Regions from separate parts of the Rattus norvegicus genome. Here region 2 is linked to region 1. The links are chromatin contacts, called in public Hi-C maps. All regions are on one chromosome and are shown on one strand. Each heading gives the region's core, a stretch centred on a gene start, on an enhancer-like site or on the middle of the called end of the contact. The rest is flanking DNA. Distances are from core to core; before and after follow the strand shown.

Region 1 (3,169 bases), core at 612-3,111:
TGAATGCTGTTTACTTGTTCAGAATAAGGCATGTGCACCGCTGCCTTAGAAGGGCCCAAGCAAGACTGGTCACTCCTTGGCTTAGAGTTGGAGCTATTCGTCATCCTGCCTCTGCTTACATGGTTTCACTGTTCCTTGCTTTAAAGAGAAAAAACAAAATAGCAAAAGTATGGAAATTCTAGTCAACTGAAAAAAAAATCCCACTGAGTGGACTGTTGGTCAAGGCATACTGGTTAACACCACATCAGAAAAAGATTTTTGGCTACATTAAGAATAATAATAATGGGGGGTTGGGAATTTAGCTCAGTGGTAGAGCGCTTGCCTAGGAAGCGCAAGCCCCTGGGTTCGGTCCCCAGCTCCGAAAAAAAGAACCAAAAAAAAAAAAAAAAAAAAAAAAGAAGAAGAAGAGGAATGGGGCTGGAGAGATGGCTCAGTGGTTAAGAGCACCGACTGCTCTTCCAGAGGTCCTGAGTTCAAGTCCCAGCAACCACACAGTAGTTCACAACCATCTGTAATGAGGCCTGATGCCTTCTTCTGGTGTGTCTGAAGACAGCGACAGTGCACTCATAAAAATAATAAATATTTTTTAAAAAATAATAATGTTGGCTAGCCCCCTGGAAATCTTTAACCTATCACAGTACAGACATGCTAATTCCAGATGAACCAGTCCTAAATATGAACGGTAAGATAATGTTTTCCTTCAAGACAACAGGTTTCTTGGAAAACGATAAAGTTGGATCCTACTTCAGGGTTGAGCTCCTGAAAAGTGAAAAGACAAGCCATGTAGTAGAAGAGACAAAGACAGAACAGCGATTCCACAAGCACACAGGTGGTTCATACACATCCCGATTCAAGATAAAACCTTTCCAGGATGATGCTGTACATTTTCCTGAGCTTGCTGGATACATAGACTTGAGTATCATCTACCTTTGTGAGGGTGAAGGTCTGGCGCCCTGGAGTCCACTCCATCTGACCTAACCAACAAGGTCACTTAGTATGTTTTCAGAGGTTCTGTAAACCAGTCTTCAGGTTGTTACATGGATACTACACAGTGAGTTCTATGTTCAGAGGTGTCTATCACGTTGGGAGTGCAGAATCATCAGAAATAACCAGAGAACCTCAGGGCCTTGCCTGCCTGAAGGAGACACAGCTGGTTTGATAGGCCTTTCACATTTAAAATAGTAAGGTCTCCCGGCACTGCTTAGATGATTTTCTGCTGAATGAACTTCTTTCCAGCACCCTCTGGCTAGGAACCTCACCCTTGCTGGCCATGAAAGGACAGGGTCCACTAGTCTCTGAGCTAGGGACACAGCCTTGTTGAGATGGGCTCTTCAGAGTTCTAGGGAGCCTCTGCATCTTGGCATGAAGCAGGAAGCTTCTGTGTGAGTACATGATGCTGACCCCATGCTGGAGTAACTCGTCTTGTCCCCTGAGCAGGTAATGGGCCAGGCCTGGGGCCTTGTCAAGAACCTTCCAAGCAGAGTGGAAATTGCCATCATCTATGGCACAGGGTGCTTCAAAAAGAGAAGCTTGTGCTTTTGTGTCAAATAGTGTCATTGTTTTCAGCAAATACCTTGAGGCTCTATTGAATAAATACCAGTCTGCTTCCTGAGGTCTTCCTCTGTATTTAAGAAATTATGTATGAAGGCATTCTGCTGAATTCCTTTAGTCTCTATTTCAGCTTCTATTTATTTGTTGTGATAGAACAGTCTTAATTTAGATCTTCCTGCCACCAGTTCCAAGAAATCTGCCACCAGCTCCAAGTTTCGTGTCCTGAAGTGCCACCCCATTCCAGTGGGGTGAGCCAGCAGCCTCTGAAAAGAGAAGGCAGTGAAACAGATGGGCATTGTACTTCCAGACGCTGGCTGCCACCCAGCGCCAGCAGGACTCCAGCTTTCTTCTAGCCTCTGGGGAGGCTGCATTGCTTTGCTTCCAGAGGCACAACTACCACAGTCACTAACCTGCCAGACAGAAAACTGAAGCCAAGCCCTTCCCACTTCCTGGGCTTTCAGGCACTGAGGGACAGTGTCCTCTAACCACTGTACATCTGACAGGTCCTGGTTCCTCTGCCTTGCATGTGCCTTGCAGGGGCTTTGGAATACCCAGCTGCCCACTCCCCCCACCCTCCCAGAGCAAACCAAGTGGCCCTGGACTCCATGATGGCTACATAATATTGACCTGCCATTATTCATTCAACCATCAAATATGCCACAGTTCTAGTACCCCAGTTACAACAGAATAGACAAGAGCATTACAATAGCAGAGGCTGACGTCAAGTAGGACGGTAAAACACGTGATATGATCCTGGTAATCCAGAGAAGAATGGAACCAGGAAGGGGAGAAGAGGGGGTGGGGGCAGTAGGTGAGGTAGGGTTTCAGCTTTGGACAGAGGCCCAGGAATCAGCCCTTGATAGCAGCTAGGAAGAAGGGAGGAGGGAGTGGAGGTGATGAGAGTGGGCAGACTTGGGGTCATGAGGGAAGCTGCTAGCACAGCAAAACCTGCTGGTGTATTTAGTGAGTTCTTTAGAAGTGGGAGCTGTTGTTAGGGACAGAGTGAGGTGCTAGAGCACAGCGGCCTAACACCAGCAATGAAGCAGTTCCACAGAGCTCTTCTTAAATGTTAGTACACGTGACCTTACACTCAAGGAACCTAACAGCTAAGCAAAGAATATACCTAACACACTATTGCTCTTACCAGCCCTCTGAACTCATGCTTCCAGTCCTTTCCCTTTCAGTTCTTGTCTTCTGGGCTGGCACAGTTGGTCTGCCCTGCACTCACAGCTGCCTGCTCCTATTTGCCCCCACACACTGCTCTTTCTGAACATAGCCAGTGCCTACTCAGCAGCCAGGCCCCCTCCTACCACACTGTCCTTTCAGTGTGGGACCTTCACAGCCCATCTCATCGTTCAAGCTTGTGGGTGATGAAAATGCGTGCCTTGCTCATAGCTGCTCAGCAAACATCCCAAAGTACACAGATGACATAGGATAGAAACCACATAACACAAAACTGGTGGCCTTCACATCCAGTGAGCCTAGTGAGCCTGGCCCTCATCTGGCTTTTCTCACAGTACCAGACTCGGTCTGCCCGTCTTCCAGCATCATTTTAACTGAAACTTTGGGAATATTAAACCCACTGTTTTCAAGTGTCATGGCATTTAAGTGCCCTTTT
Region 2 (3,231 bases), core at 505-3,004, 240 kb after region 1:
GGGAAAGTTGAGAACCACTGCTCTAGGGAATTAAAAACAATTATTAAAACTTTTATACAGTATATTTTGATTACTTTATTCCTCTCCCTCAACTTCTCCCAGATCCTCTCCACCTCCCACCCAACCAACCGCATGTTTTCTCTTTCTTTAAAAATAACCCTGGGGTTGGGGATTTAGCTCAGTGGTAGAGTGCTTGCCTAGCAAGCTCAAGGCCCTGGGTTCTGTCCCCAGCTCCAAAATAAAAGAAAAAAAAAAATAACCCCACCCAAGTAAAACAACATACAAAAAAAGTAAAAAACAAAACAAAACAAAATCCCCTCCCCCTCAAAAAAAAAAAAAAAACAACCCAATAAGGAAAAAATACCCAAACAACAATATTCAACACATAAAACATGGAAGTCTGTTTTGCCTTGGCCAAGTACTCCTAGGCAAGGGGTCTGCCCTGGAGTGTGGTTGATGTAGCCACTGTCACTCCTTTGAGGACCCCTTCCTACCCCCCTCCCCCCCAGAGCTGGGGACCAAATCCAGGGCTTTGCATTTGCTAGGCAAGCGCTCTACCACTGAGCTAAATCCCCAACCCCTTGAGGACCCTTCTCAACACCTATCACTTGAGATAGCTTCCTGGTCAGGGCGGGGCTTTCGGCTCAGGGGCGGGGCTTTCAGCTCAGGGGCGGGACTTGGGTTCACTTCCCCTCTTAGTGTTGGGACCCGGTCTGGCTTGACTCCTGTGCAGGGTTTCCGTGAACTGTGCTGTCTGAGTTCACATGTGCATCGGTTCTGCTGTGTCTGGAAGATGCTGGTTTTTTGGGAGTCAGCCTCTTGCTCTTCCACTCTTTCTGTCTTTTCCTCTGAGTAGATCCCTGGGCTTTGAGGGAAAGGAGTCTGATGAAGACATCCCAGTTAGGGCGGAGTGCTCTGGTCTCTCCCTCTCCGCACACTGCCCGGTGGTGTATTAGTCACCATCTGCTGCAAGAGGAAGCTTCTCTGACCTTAGTGGCAGCTGTCTGATCCGGGGACTTTTGATAGGCGTGTTGGAAATAAGAGCTAAAATAATGATGGACTCAGTCTACCAGGAAAGTTGGCCTGACATAAGCCCTTGCTTCCCAAGCATCCTATCTACTTCCTTTCATTAGGAGCCTTCAGACGGCTGCCTATGTCCTCTCCACTTCGGGAGGCAGCATCTTCACACACTAATGTCTGAGGTTATTAAAGTGTGCTCTGTGGGCCACCAAGCACCGGCAGCTGCAGAGGCCTGTGAAGTACGGCATCCCAGGCCCTCTTCTGATGGGCCTCATGGGTTTAGATTTCTGGGCGGAGGAATGTAGGGAATCTGCATTTGCTATCGTACATAACTCCTTGATTTGTGTGTGTGTGTGTGTGTGTGTGTGTGTGTGTGTGTGTGTGTGTGTGTGTGCACGCGCACGCGCGCGCGCACGCGCGCGCGCACGCAGCATCTTAACAAGTGGAGCTGAGCTCCGAGCCTCCCCCCTCCCCTGCAGTCCCTAAATGGGGAATATTATTTTCAGAGCTCTGAGGGGATACGTCTGAATTCCTTCGGTCTGAGTGGCGTGGCCATGTGTGTGTGTCTTTATAAGGCCAGGGCACTGACAAAAGATAACCACAGGTGGATTCGGCGTGCTGCTTCTAAAGATAGCAACGTCAAATCCTGCGGATGACTCTGTAGGCCTGAATGTGTTCTTAGCTGCACAGCCTTATATAGAGAGGCGAGGCCCCAGGATGGATCTGTGGACGCGCGCTCTGAAGCTCCCGGGCTCTCAGAACTGAGATACGTCGTTCTCAGCAGCTGACGCCGTATGCTGTGACTATCTTTGGAGCAGGCCCAGGCATGTTTAGTGCACAGCTGACGGGTGTTTGTGGACAGCTGAACTGTTACTGTTGCCAACATCTGGAGTGGATGAGATGGGAAGGGAGACCCGCAGTGATTCTGGGTTCTGGGGAAGATGGAGCAGTGATGGTGTGGTAGATAGGTTAGTGGGTGAGCCAGGGATGGTGTGTGTGGTAGATAGGTTGGATGGGTCATGCTGGGCAACCACCCTACCATGCTCTAACGTTGTGTTCTCGACGCCGGTGTCCTATCCTTTATTTTATTCAAAGCACTCCTGCCCCTCTGGTGTAAATGTCTGTGTGTTTTGGTTTGACTCTCAAACGCTCAGAAGTTAAAGGCTTTAGCACCAGCCTGGAGCACTGGTGAGGGCACTGGTGAGGGGCTCTGGTACTTTCAGGAGGTGCGGCCCCATAGAAGGCCTGCGATGCTTCTGGAACTCCCACCCAGAGCCCGCTGGCTGTGCCTTCCATAGGGCCCTGCTGTCTTTTGGGAAAGGCACACACAGCATGGGCTGGGGTTTAGCAGGAAAGCGGGTGGGAGAGGAGAGAGGGGAGAGGAGGGAGGGGAGGGGAGGGGAGAGGAGAGGAGAGGAGAGGAGAGGAGAGGAGAGGAGAGGAGAGGAGAGGAGAGGAGAGGAGAGGAGAGGAGAGGAGAGGAGAGGAGAGGAGAGGAGAGGAGAGGAGAGGAGAGGAGAGAGAGGTAAAGACAGGCGCAGATCGCAGATCAAGAGAAAGCATACCTAGGGCTGACTGACTCAGCGATCACCTGGGAGATGGGTCTCTGCGTGCACCTGAGGGGATTCTTGATTACGCTCACACAGAGAGCGAAGCCCACATTTTAACTGTGGGTGAGACCGTTCCCTAGGCAGAGGAGATTGGACTGTATTAAATGGAGAACAATATTAGATGTTCCTTCTTCCGTTTCCGGACTGTGGGTGCCCTGTGACCAGATGCCTCGAGCTCTTGCTGCTGTGGCTCCCTGCCTATGGACCCTCCTTGAACTGAACTTCGGGGAGAGGAAACTTTCCCTCTGGAATCTTTTTTTTTTTTTTTGCATGGTGTTGTAACTAAGGTAGACACCGCGGCTGGCTCTACTTCCTTACTTGTGACTAGTGCAGAGCTAAACTTTGTGCAAGTGTCTCCGAGACAGGGCATGCATGCTCTGGGTGTCTGCCCAGGGGTGGCAGCGGGTCATGTGGTAGTTCTATTTTTAGCTTTTTGAGGACGCTTCACACTGATTCCACAGCGGGTGCACCAGCTTAACCCTTTACCCACTCTGCGCCCGGCCTCTTCCTCCATAGCTCCAGCAGCATTTAATGTTATTGCCTTCCCTGATTTTAGCCATTCTGACGGGAGAGAGACATAAACCTGAAGTCAGCTTTGATT

What was found. A called contact is a pair of places that touch in the nucleus more often than the background predicts.
Region 2: a contact with region 1 is called in a Hi-C map of psoas muscle, with 2.0 times the contacts expected there. The contact joins two enhancer-like sites. A contact is called at or near these places in 3 of 12 Hi-C or Micro-C datasets (liver and psoas muscle) and 1 of 1 datasets of contacts at active chromatin or transcription factors (oligodendrocytes).

Annotation. Positions count from the first base shown.
Region 1 is chr11:47,260,355-47,263,523 of GRCr8, forward strand. No RefSeq gene overlaps it. Among named protein-coding and RNA genes, the nearest start is that of Vps26c, 49 kb to the right of the region's middle. Within about 2 kb of position 1,862, at least 41 of the 93 cell types and tissues checked have an H3K27ac peak or open chromatin away from gene starts, as enhancers often do.
Region 2 is chr11:47,501,832-47,505,062 of GRCr8, forward strand. The region is part of intron 2 of LOC120095638 (a long non-coding RNA gene); the gene reads left to right. Among named protein-coding and RNA genes, the nearest start is that of Dyrk1a, 120 kb to the left of the region's middle. Within about 2 kb of position 1,755, at least 9 of the 93 cell types and tissues checked have an H3K27ac peak or open chromatin away from gene starts, as enhancers often do.